3 separate regions of the Ostrinia nubilalis genome follow, and regions 2 and 3 are each linked to region 1. Evidence: chromatin contacts called from public Hi-C data. All regions are on one chromosome and are shown on one strand. Each heading gives the region's core, a stretch centred on a gene start, on an enhancer-like site or on the middle of the called end of the contact. The rest is flanking DNA. Distances are from core to core; before and after follow the strand shown. Region 1 holds the start of LOC135076929 (homeotic protein ultrabithorax). Region 2 holds the start of LOC135076927 (homeotic protein antennapedia-like). Region 3 holds the start of LOC135076926 (homeobox protein abdominal-A homolog).

Region 1 (4,381 bases), core at 1,101-3,600:
GGCAACCCTCAAATTTTATAGGCACGTATATCGTATTTCAAATTTTTTCTTAAGTTATTCAAGTATTTGCTCCTGGAAATCATCATCTCATATTGATGAGCTGATGATAGAAGGTACAACTCCTTAATGATTAAGAGTTGGAGGATAATTCTTTTAATTTTATAGATAACTATAGTTTCTAAATTTATTCAAGTGTTTGCATCAGATAGACATCATCTCATCATGATAAACTGGTCATGGTAGGTACAATTCCTTAACGCTTAGGAGTTGGAGGATAATTTTTTAAATATTATAGGTACTATTACACCCACAGTTGTATTCTTTCATGTTTTTAAGGTAGGCTAACGGTTTAAGGTCTTTTTAGGTTGCCGATATGATAACCTGTATTTTGCAGGGAATATTATTTTACACTTGACATGAAGAATATAGTCTCAATGTACTGCCTACCTTCAGTGGTAACATGAAGGTAATAATTAGTTAACTAAAAAGCAAAAAATAAGTTAATTTTTATATAAAAAATAAAACCGACTCCAAAAAACAAACACTTAAAAGTAGAAAAATAATTACCTACCTACTAATTACTTATTTATTAGGACGTATTAATATTTATGTTATACCATGATTGTACTTTTGGAGTCGGTGCCAAGATTATGAAACGTGTGAAGTTTGCCTGCACCGACTCCAAAAGTACAATCATGGTATAACATAAATATTAATACGTCCTAATAAATAAGTAATTAGTAGGTAGGTAATTATTTTTCTACTTTTAAGTGTTTGTTTTTTTTCCTAAAAAGATACACTATTAAAATTTTAATCAAGATTTATGTAGCCCTCAAAACATGCAACATCACGATACAATTAGTGTATAGTGAAGAAAGTTTATTTGAACATGATACCGAATAGTGTAAGACGTTAATTTACGATACATTACATGGTTCATTTGATAATGATAATAAATATTTTTTGTGTGTACAAATGTCATTAAAATCTGTTTTGAAATTGCGACACATTTATGAACTGCAAAAATTCACAGCTTTTTGTCACCTAAAAATCAAAATTTGTAAATTCATTGACAATATTGCTTAATTTGACGACTGTCGTAAATTATAATGACACTCAAATCTGTCGGCGCTAATAAGATGTTAACGAGGGTCGTTCGTTTTATGTGCGTTTTATTGACACAAGTCGGCGCTACCTGCGAGCGTTCTTATTGGGCGCTCTCTTACAAGACCGGAACCGGTCGTTTAGCTGCATCCAACTGAATTGGACTATGACAGCGACATTTTAGCGCCATTCGGACTTGGAGAATGTATGCTGTTTTTTTTCTATTAATCAGTTAGATAATTATTTCCCTTTATATTTCATTAATGATTTAGATGATATTTTTACATATTTACATTCATAATGAAGTAATAAATTATAACTTTCGAGAGTATGGAATCGAGACTAATCTCTAACATTAAAAAGTTTAGTAAAAAATGAAGTCACTGACCTGCTATGGCCATCCAAGGGTAGAATGTGTGGTTGGTGGGTTGATGTTGAACTGGTTGAGCGGCGGCTGCGGCGGCTCCGGGAAGTGCACATTGGTTGCCCCAGGGGAGAGCTCTGCCAGGACTCGAGGACTCGCTGTACCGTGCTTCAGGTGTGCAGGCTGCCGGTCTCACGAGAGCCCCCAGCCCAGAGCCCCATTCTTTCCCTCCATAGCCATTCTGTTGCTCTCCACCGGCTTTCGAACAGTCAGCCTTTGCATATTGCTGCTCTCCAGCGTATAGTTTACATGCTGCTGCCACTGAGGCGTCGTAAGGAGAGTCTTGCGGCCTCGGCTGGTGCAGGGCGTGAGGCTGGGCATACGTCAGCCCCAGTGGGAACCCTCTGTACTGGTCACCGCCACCGCCGCCTTGGTGCACCCCGTGCGCCCCGTAGAAGCCACCCTGCTCAAAGTAGGAGTTCATTCTGACCAGTCACTATCGTTCACTAAGTTAGGCAACACTTATGTCATCGCGGTCCCGCGCGCGGTGATAACGCGACCTCCGCCAATGTCACACCAAATACCAGACAATGAAATTTAATTTTATTAATTTTATTGCCTCTTAAACGTCACTCGAGCGTCATAATGGGCCGGCGATAAAGGCCAGTCGACGTGTGTTTACTTTTTACGATTATTTTACGAGTCGGGAGCGCGTGCCGTGGTTTTACGAGCTTTTAAACGGTCGTACGGCGCCGGGTAGTCTGAAGTGGTCACAGTGGGACTGTTTGTTGTCGTATTGTGGGTGATGTCGCGAGTCTCGCGAGCGAAGTTTGTCGTGGCGTGCGATGGAGCGCGCTTGTGGCGGTGTGCGACCGGCGCGGCCCGACTCACGCAGTCAACTGACAAGCGCGCCGCCCCGCGCGCGGCCTGCGATCGCAACTCGACCGATTGTTCCGTCCCCTTTTCGCTAATGACTATAAATATTATCAGTTACGCTCTCTTTTCCCTTTCTTATCACACCTACTGAAGCACGTGGTCTGCCTCTATTGTATTGCAACCCTTGCAAGTCTATCGACGTCTCAATTACAATTACAAACCGATACCGGTATTTCTCTACATTGATAAGAAACCAAAACAAATCTCAAAGTAAGTAAAGCGTTTAAAGATTTTACTGTTAACAATTACTCAATATTGCAATTTTAAGTAGCTAAGACCCAAGTCGTAAAAAAGGGTCGACAAGAGCCCAATAATGACTACTACTGAAAAGTTAAGCCGCAAAGTCGTAAACTCATAAACGTACAATTAGTGAAACGGGCGAGTAAAGAAAAGATTTTACAACCACTCCTCGACCGGGCCACAATGAGCGCGCAATATCGTAACAAGGTGCTGAATAGAGTGAGAAGTCGTAAAGATGATTATTATTTCTTCTACTACCTGTTTTTACGAGTCGTAGCGTCCTCGCGCTCTGATTTTAGGTTTGGGCGTAAGCGCGAGCGAGATGGGGAGTGGATCGTGCAAGTGCGGTTGCGTAGTCGGTGCAGCGCAAAGTGTTGCTGTCTCTATCCAGCGCTGTGTGGCGCGTGCAGGGAAGGCGCACTATCGGTGGGTAAACAATAGCGCATTATCACAAGAGCTCAGTTCGCGCGTTCAAATGAAGTCATCAAACGAATGAATTGCCTGGTGCTGGCCTACCATGAGACACGCTCGCATTTTTATTGCAGTTACAACTTTAAACAAATATTTGCCGATAAAACAGGTTGAGCGCAGCCGAGGTTTTTTCCCCCAGTTTATAATTGGTCAATTTAGGCTCGTACAGATACCGGCACGTCTTAGATAAAGCCTTTTTCGATAGTCCCCGCCCCGCTAGATGGCGCTGGTGGATACGTAAAAAGTAATTAACTTGTAAAGTACATAATTATAAAGTGGTCTGCAGACAAAAAGATAATCACATCTAATTGCCTGTGATTATTAAAAAATGCGCACTCAGTGGGAAATGACGAAATGGTGGCTTTCCTGGCAAGCAGGCATCCAGTTGGTCCAGTGACGGTAACTACGTAAGTAGCATAATTTACTCTGATTTTAATGTGAAAATCGCTTCAATCAAGCATAAATTACAGCTAAGTCAAGACAAAAAGGTCTCTATATTTTTGAAAAGTCTATTAGCCAAGAATGTGTTTATTTAGGCCGTAAGACATAAGAAAATTTCACTACGACGCACTCTCTACCGAATGAGGTAAGAAAATTCTTGAAGTAAGTGACTCTACATTCTTGAAAATAACCCCACAAATACTTGGGATCCAGAGCAAGGGTAAGAATTCCCGAAATGAAGTTGATAACGAATTTGTGGGAGAATTCTTGAAGTGACTGGCAACTCTACATTTGAACTAAGTTTGCGTGTTGCAAATATAGCAGTTGATTTTGTCAATACCTAAGTAAAAAGATATACAATGACATTCTACACAGCTATTTCCATATTTACAGAAAAGCTATTTTCTTTCATATTATACCTTTTAATAAGAGGGGAACAAATCAATCTAGTGACAGTCTCTACGTCTCTTGGACCTAATTTTACTCGCTCTTTAAAACTTATTTGATTAAAAAGCTAAATCCAGAAAAGTGTGAGTTTTCAAAGCTAGAAGAAATCTATTAGAAAAGGTCTAGAAGTAGATACTCTATGAAAAGCTTAAAAAGCCCAAGGAAATACGACGTCAAATGTCTTTTTCGCCTTCAAATCGATCTTCGATCGGTCGGTTTCCTTTAATTTTCATTTCTTCAGAACTTCAAGGCTTGCTTAGAATTTGTATGAAATATTTTATAGTACTTAAACGCAGGTTATTTCATGAACTCTTATTTTTCTTGAAAGTTTTATAGACAATAATATCATCCAGATTTTGACACTTACTATATTTTTTC
Region 2 (4,381 bases), core at 1,078-3,577, 240 kb before region 1:
TTGCTAAGTTGCAGAAACAGTTGCAATGAGTTAAATAAGTAGAGTAGTAGTTTTTTCCTGTGAGCATTTTTAGCTCTTATGGTTTTTAATATTAGAAGTGTTGTTGGTATTAATAGTTTTGGGTACGCTTTTGAGTAGTAATTTTTATCTCACTTCTACCGTACCATCTGTCTCATTAGGTACTAGTATCCTCTTTTTCTCTTTCAATGAAAGGACCTAAAGTATCATTTAATTAATCATCAATTTTATATTTATCAACTTTATCTTTTCACCATAAATTAATTGCAAAAAAATTATCATCAAAAACAAATAAACATTTGCAAATATAATAAAGTTTCAAATTTTAATACGTACATATTGCTATTTAAATGTAATACATTATTTAACCGACTGAAAACAAAAAGTTAAAGTAACAAGAAACGCTGCTTTATCAACAGAAATATTTAAATATCAATGATTATGTGAGATAAAAATAAAAAGAAGTAATACAAAATACAATTAGCAGTATCGCTATGAGGTATTATGTCCCGGTGTTTAAATATTAATTTATTATTAAATTAAAAATTCTTTAAAACGCCTAAGGCAACAATTATAGTTGTCTTACAGGTGTTATTTCGTAAGCCAGCCATGTGTGTACTCTACTTAACAATTAACTTCTAATGAACAAGTATTTATCTGGCATTAATTTAACAAAGGTGTTTTGTTATTCTGGGCGTAACGAATAAATCTCCCAATAACAGTAGGTTTATTATAATTTCCTATCCATTAAAAGACCGTAATAGATTCTAAGGGGAGGGATATAGAGTTCAAATTGGTCGGGGTTTTCAAAAAAATGTGCACCTAATCAACGCTGTATTGGCAATTAGACCATAAATTGTTACCGGGAACATGATACCCGGCTCGCAATATTTTTTTTAAAAGTTGGTTAAATTTAAAAAAAAACTAACACGCAACTTCCAAAGACTAAAGGAATAACTGAAATAATATTCAAATGGTCTCTAGACTGTGACTCATTAATTTCCACATGTTTAGATTCTACCAGTTTCCATTATTATAAAATAAATTCATTGTGTAATTAATTATGGTAAACCTATCTAGTTATGAGAAATAGAATTTTAACATTATAACAATGTGGTTTCATAGTAACAAAAATGTTAATTGCCTAATCTATCTTGTGATAAAATCTAAACAATGCGAAATGCCTTTTAATTTTTAATTTATATCGATATGATAACGCTACTCTTATTAAAATTTTAAATTATTATTATATCCGTTATTATCTTTTTTAATTTAAAAACAATATACATTTTTAATGGGTAAAATATTTACTTTTTACATCTTCTATCTTATATTTTTCTTAACACGGTATAAATTATACAAAAAGGATTTACTACACCAATAACAATGGCCTGAAAGAAACTAAACAATGGAATTATTAATAAATTTTTCTCTCCGCAAAAGAAAATTCATCTCACGGAGTCATTGACAATTTTCAAGATGATACTGAGCATTTACAAACTGCTCCGAGATTCAAATCTCTTACCTTACACTAAATTGTTTATGATCTGCCGAGACTTCTGACACACGGGGCGCGAGAGCGGCGAATATCACCCCACAGAAATAGGCCTTTTGGATTACTGCAATAAGACTCTTTTTTGCAAATCGATGAAACTGATTTTCAAAATCAACAACATTATCCGTGCCCACAAAGTTAATAATTCAATAATTTGGTCCGCTCAGCCGCTTGCGCGGTCGGTAGAGCTAAGATTTTGTTTGTGTATTGTACTCAGTGCTCGTTCCTAAAAACTATATTTTAATGACTGTCTCATTCTAAATGCGTATGATGATTTCCAATTAACGTCACACATTTTCAGTCCTATTTTCGTAGATTAAGATATTTGCGTTACAAAGTCGTACGCTCGAATTTGTTATCATTTGTAATGTTGTCGACGCTCTACCCGTTTGTTTAGGTTACTCGGCCTCAGCCAGCCGCTTATAAAGCGGTGTTCATCGCAAAAAGTTTGTTCGGCAAACAGCCGGGCCGCCCGAGACTCGTAAATCGGCAATAAACTCACCTTAAGCCTCGCCGGCTGCCGTCGGCGATCGCATCCCGCCAAGTTCACTTCACAGTTGCGTTTCACTCACGTGTCAGCGTTTAGGGCATGAGAGTAATACGTAATGTCGCAAGTCACACGTGGTTGCAGTTCGCGTTGTTTATACGTTACGCAACGCGTTCTCGCGATGGCGCGCGTCAGTTGAATGTGCGGCCGATGGTTTACGATCGAGGCGCACCCCCCCGGCCGACGCCGCACGCCGCGGCGCCGCACTAAATCTGCTACCAGAAAAGGACGCCACCCCCGCTAATCCGGAGATGTTGGACAACGTTAATCGGTCCGATTAATTGGAGGTGATCGCGAAGCGCCACGGCCGAGCCAGGCAGGCCGTCGTAAAGTTTCTTCGTGTATCGTTCGATGCACCAGACGTTGATACCAGAATGCGGGTGGTGAAAGCGGCTCTACTTCTATTGTTGGCGTTTTGAACGGGTTAGAGGGAAAAAACGATTTTTTGGATATTTTGATAAAATGTCAAGTTGGAGCTGTTTAGAACTTGTTTGCGCTACCACCCAATGTCGCATTTATTTTCTGTAATTACTTCAACCACAAATATTAACTTGCTATAATTCCAAGTTTTCAATATTTTCACTTTCTCACTGTGTATTTTCTCACTGTCACGAAAATCGTTCGTGTTGTTACTGAAAGACGGCCTGCGAATTTGGGTATATTTTTCACTGAATGTACGAGTATTCACAGTAGCACTATTGGAACCAAATTAGAACACAATATCCTAGTCAAATAAATAAGCCATGCTGTTGACTTTTGACGTTAATAACATTATTTTAATCTTTGTAAGCTAATGGGGGTTTGAGGGTAGGCACACATTTTTAGTTTCTTGCAAACTACAATAACTATTCGCAATATCAATTATATCCATAAAAACATTTCCAGTTACATTTCTGGATTAAAAATGTAATTTAAAAAATATCACTTCAAAATTGCTACGCGACGCGCGCGGCCTTTGAAACTGCTGTAATATTTCTTGACGAGCAGTTAGACTAATGTTGCCAGTTTAGTAATCTTAATGTCATTTACTATGTAAAGTAAAAAGAAACTAAAAAAGTAAGCATAAAATAAGGTTAATTTAATAATTCTTACCCTCTTTATTTCATTATTCATTATGTGCTCATAATATGTTAAGGCTGAGTTGCACTATCTTACTTTAACTTTCACCAACGTCAAAAATCTGTCAAACTCTATACAAAAATCACCGGTTATTGTTATTGTTACAGTTAAAATAAGGTGGTGCAGCTAAGAGTTGCGGTTAAGGTTAATTTATAGATTGTAATTTGTGCCTAAATATGACTGTGACTTGTTTTGTGAGCCATAAATAAATAAATGACAGTATTTGCCTATGATAATTTCTTTAATAAACTTGCATTTATGAAAGTAGTTAAAAATATACCTAAGTATTATATCCTCCTAAATGTCCGTTGCCGTTTCCATGAAAAACAAAAAATATCAGATAGTTTTTTTAATAATGACGTTTTCTATAGGCTTTATTATCTTAACCTCAATCTACTCACAAAAGGAGATACGCAAAGATGAATAAAAGAAAATTTGTATTAGTAGTAAAAGTGATATTAAATAAATAAATAAATAAATATCAAAACAGACATGATAGCAAAGCAACATAGGAATACCTGCAGTCTTGAGTAAGATGATTCGAAAAGTAAAGAATTTATCCTAAAAATATTAACCGTTTCAAAAAGGACAATGGTCTTTTGAGTCGTTCAATACAACAACAATAGTCTAAGAAAAAACACAATAGTCAAATTCTGTATGACAAACTACCGAAAACAAGCTTTATCTTTCTTCAAAATGGGACCAATAGACACTTTTAGTTGCTAAACCTGTCAGCCAATCAGCGTTGAGTAACCGACGCCATCTTGCTTCCCCCACCAACCGCACGCGCAAGCGCGCTGTCAATAGCGCGCAGTATCATTTGTCAAATCATGACGCTGCACGTATTTTGAGAGGGTATGTAGGTTATTCTTGCATATTGTGTACATAAAAGTTGTGACTTAGCTGGTTTGTAAAAACGATACTGTTTAAAAAAATTGGTAAGTTTTGTAAAGCGGTGTTAGAATAATTAAATTATTTTTCAAAACTATTATTAGGTACCTATTTATTAATTGTGATACAGTGACACATAAGATTTTGACACACAATACAATATTATGTACCCATTTTTTAAGAAATATCTATAAGTATTAAGTATTGTTTAATTCTATATTTTTCTGTTGTAGTTTATTTTCTAATGTAAT
Region 3 (4,381 bases), core at 1,063-3,562, 180 kb after region 1:
TGTAGAGTACGTGTTTTACTAATTACATAGAATGTTTACACAAAGTTTGGGTGAATCTATTTCGGTCTTTAAATAATAAACTGTAGCAACTCAAAAAATCAGTTTTTCTAGCTCTTATTTTAATAAATCTTATCAATATTATTTTATTAATTATGTCGGTTTATAATAGAATCTTAAAGAGTTGTATCAACAAAGACCAGAGACAAGTGCTTGCCAATGAGACAGCTAATATAAAAATTATCGTGCCATTGTATTCAAGGCGTATACAGGCTGTTTGAGTTTTATGGTTGCCGTATTTGGGTACTAAGTGGACCTCACAACAAGACTATAATGTTATCTAGGCGATCTAGGTCTAGGAAATGTAGTTGTTGGCCTAGGTTAGGATTTGCATAACAAAAATATTTATATTCCAAAAGAAATTAGTTAAATTGAAGTGTTTATAGTCCTTTACCATTGGTAGGCGTGGCACAATGCCAAAAAAGTATTTAGAAACATAATTACATCTGTAATTGATTTATTTAATTATTTTAAAATTTGATGTAATTATCACAATTAAATAATTAGCTTTCGTTATGTATTATAATTATTTTAATGATCCATAGCAAATAAATTACCAATATAAATTGTTCTAATGGTCGCAGTAAATTAAAATTAATTGTTTTAGTTGTATTGAAATTGCAAAATTAATATTTATTGTTTTAATTACTCAAATGTCGCGGTTCCATACATTATAGTAATAAAAGAGTAATTAAGCAGTTTATTAAACATTTGATTGCGTTATAATTACTATAGTAATTAGTTTTTATGCGTATAATTATTTTTAGTTGGTATTAAATTTTTAAAATATTTTTTTTTTGATAAATGTTGATAGTTGAAGCTTTTAAAATTGGAGACGTCTATAAATATTGGAAAAAGAATCTGTTATGATCTTTATTATTGTCAATTAACCATTTTAATATAAAGCTGTGCACCTCATAAAACACTTTATAAAAAAGTCTCAAATAAAATAATATATTTTTCAGTTAATAAATACTAAAAAATGTGTATTCTTGTAAAATAATACATAGGCTCTACTATTGAATACAAAACGACATTGTAAACGGCATATAATGACACAATGTCAATAAAAATAATAATGGCCAGTTTTATTGCATTTATACTGCCCCAGCTGAAATATTTTATTGTTATATAAATGATTGACGGTCATTAAACGAGTTTAATTAGCAATAAACGTGTTGATGAACAGTTCTGATTGGAATATTTTCGGAAATGATCATCTTTTCAATTATGTACTTACGTGTACATAAATGTATTTTTGAAACATTGAACAAAATTTGTTACTACTTATTCAAGCACGTTTTCTACATAATAAACAAAAGCCGAAATAAAAAATGCGTGACACAAAATTTAATCGCGTCTTGTAATTAGCAAAATCATTGTCAACGTATTAAGAGGACAAAGTCTAACTAAACTAAAAGCTAATGGGGCGAAATAATATCACGATAGGCACTAAAATAATCAAAAAAGTATTCAAGCGACATTTTTTTCGCAGATCGGAATGGCGGCATGCAAGGAGTGGAGCATTTACCAGTGATTGACATCCACGGGTAGCGGGGAATGTCTGGCAGCGGCTGCGCTGGAGGCTGGGAGCAGGCGGCGCCCATCGCGTCCACGGTGGCCGCCGACGCTGCTGAAGCCGCCGCAGCTTGCTGGTAGAACTGGGCAGCCGCTGCCATGCTTGCGGAAGCCGCTGACACTGCCGCTCCTCCATTGTGCTGGCCCAAAGCGTAGTTCACCATCGGGTCCGCGCCCATCGCAGCAGGGTAGCGGCAGCTCTTGTCATCCGCCGCCGACAATCCTCCGCCCGAGAACGGCACCGAGCCTCCGAACTGCTGGTGGTGCGACACGTAGGGGTACATCCTTGCCGGCGCCCCCGGCGACGCGGATGATGAAGATGATGACCGCTGCGGGCTGCCAGCGCCCGGCGAGCCCGCGCCCAGCGCCGCCGCTCCCAGCCCGCCCGACAGCGACGACGACAGCGACGTCGACAGCGACGACGACAGCGACGACGACAACGACGCCTCTATCGGCGACGCCCCAGCACCCGCGAACAAATTCTGATGGTGGAACTGCTGGTGGTACTTTGGGAGCATGCTATCGATGATGAACTTGGAACTCATCGCTCGGCGACGCGGCGCGCGACGGTCGCCTCGCGGGAGATGCGTTTATCGCCGGCGATTCGGATCGATTCTCGCGCGTGCACCTCTACTATGGCCGCGGATCGTTTATGGCCCGCGTATGAGGCTCTACGACTCCGAATTCCCCGTCGTGGCGAGCGTTACCGCTGCCGCGCGCCGATCGCGAGACGGCGAAACCAACCACGTGCGTGCGAGCGGGACGCACGCAACGCGAGGGGCCACCCGCCGGAACCCTCTCCGTCTCATTAATTCCTACCTGCGTGGCTTATATTAGAAAGAGATAAAAGCTATTCGCTAACGACCATTCCGACGGCCATTGTTTGTAATGGCGCCGAGCCCCGCGCCCCCCGCGGCCTCCTCGTCTACGCCAATAGTGATCCGGTGCAGAACATTCACCGCCAATCACAAACCATTCCGGCATTTCTAGCTGTCAAAGTGAATGGCTTTAAGCGAAATTGCAGCATTAGTTAACATTAAATTTGTGATTCCGTATTGTTTCGTATTAATTTCGAAACGCATGTAATGAAATTAAAATAAGCCTAAAGCCTTGTAATTTACTACAATATGGTAGTTAACGTTTGGCATGGACGTTTTATGTTTTATATTTTCACAATAACAATATTGTTTTGAAGTAACAACAATATCACTTAAATATTGGTCAACTAAAATTATTTTTGTTGAATGTTTGAAATATTTTTATATTTTTTTATTCAAAACATATTTGATTACCAGTTGGTCGAATTGCTGACTATTAATTTAAATGAGTGACTATTATTTTCACATAGTACTCAAGTCTAAAAAAATTATAAATAATAAATCTCACTATGGATTATCATAAAAGGTTGCAATTTAGATTAAATCACGAACATTTTATAAAAAAATGCTTTATGGATTTTCGAAAATCTTTGTTTCTCAATGCAATTTTATCAAACACAGAAGAATATTGTAAATAGATTGGCTAATTTATAAATAAAGGAATCACACATAAATATATGTACGTACCTACATATTGTTTTTTTTATTATTATTCCTGTTAATAATGTCATGAATAAATATAAGCTTTTTCAACACTGCAAATCAGATTTTAATTGGAATGATAATATAGCCAAAGCTTTAAATAATAATCATGTATTTTGAATTGTTATTCAAGTATAAAATGAAATATTAAAGTCCAAAAGATAGTATGTGTGTATTAAAATTATTTAATTTCCCATGAACTTTCATATGAAAATAATGGTTTGTTTATCATGCATTTTCACTCGCAAGTAACAAGTAATAAAACCAATTTTATGAATTGCACCAGTTTGTGTTACGCCGGCCACGTGGACCGACTGAGATCTGCGCGCCCTCTCGCACAGTAAATGCCATCTCTCTCGCCCGTTTCATTCATCTTTACAAGTCGTAACCGCAGCGAGCACATGTGCAATAACAATCTTTACAGCTATAAAAATAAAACCGTTTATTGCGTGAGAAGTTTGTTTATTTATTACGTTTATGATTGCTACCTGCTTTTAGTGCATGGTTTTTATAGAGTTTAGTTGCCTTTTCAGCTTTATCAGGTCGGTGGTACGACTGTGTGACACTGGAGCATTGCATAAGTATAGGGTTTATGTTGTTATTGCAATGTTTATGTCGTAAACGTATGGAATTCCGATATGGACAGTAAGGGGTCATTTATTTTACGATAGAGGTATTTTTTATTGTTTTATAATTGATTTTTGGCCGTTAACCGGGGTCAGCGGAGCATCCAATCTTAATAATTGAGATGAACTCTACTGTAATATCGAGACAATGTTTTAAAAACATTAATCTATTTTTTTTTCATTTTTTTTTGTCATTATCTTGACCATTTGGAAATTTTCATATTTTATCTATAGTAAATAAATAAAAATTGAATAAGTCGAGTAATAAAATAATATTCAAACATAAATAATTTATCGATGAAATAAGAATGTCTTAGTAAGTCTATAATTTTTTTTTTAATTCTAATAAGACGAAAATATGGTACACATCTCCAAGCAAGTTTTATTTTATCCTATTGGAATATAATTTTTAGTATTCCGGTGAATATTGGAATGTGACTCTACATTTTTATTATTGGTTAGATATTGAATTAAGTATTGACACTTTTCAATAATGTAATATTTTAAAATGTTTACATAAATTGAATGATTTCGTATACG

The links. Hi-C and Micro-C count contacts between places; a contact is called where the count stands out from the background.
Region 2: a Hi-C map of whole body shows a contact between it and region 1, with 5 times the contacts expected there. The contact joins the promoter of LOC135076927 here to the promoter of LOC135076929 in region 1. A contact is called at or near these places in 3 of 5 Hi-C or Micro-C datasets (all in whole body).
Region 3: a contact with region 1 is called in a Hi-C map of whole body, with 2.7 times the contacts expected there. The contact joins the promoter of LOC135076926 here to the promoter of LOC135076929 in region 1. A contact is called at or near these places in 3 of 5 Hi-C or Micro-C datasets (all in whole body).

What each region holds. Positions count from the first base shown.
Region 1 is chr12:10,344,035-10,348,415 of ilOstNubi1.1, reverse strand. LOC135076929 (homeotic protein ultrabithorax) reads right to left here and starts at 2,350. Exons shown (of 3, transcript XM_063971449.1): 1 at 1,493-2,350. The coding sequence starts at 1,952.
Region 2 is chr12:10,588,523-10,592,903 of ilOstNubi1.1, reverse strand. It overlaps LOC135076927 (homeotic protein antennapedia-like), which reads right to left and starts at 2,327. Exons shown (of 3, transcript XM_063971447.1): 1 at 2,076-2,327.
Region 3 is chr12:10,162,360-10,166,740 of ilOstNubi1.1, reverse strand. LOC135076926 (homeobox protein abdominal-A homolog) reads right to left here and starts at 2,312. Exons shown (of 3, transcript XM_063971444.1): 1 at 1,589-2,312. The coding sequence starts at 2,180.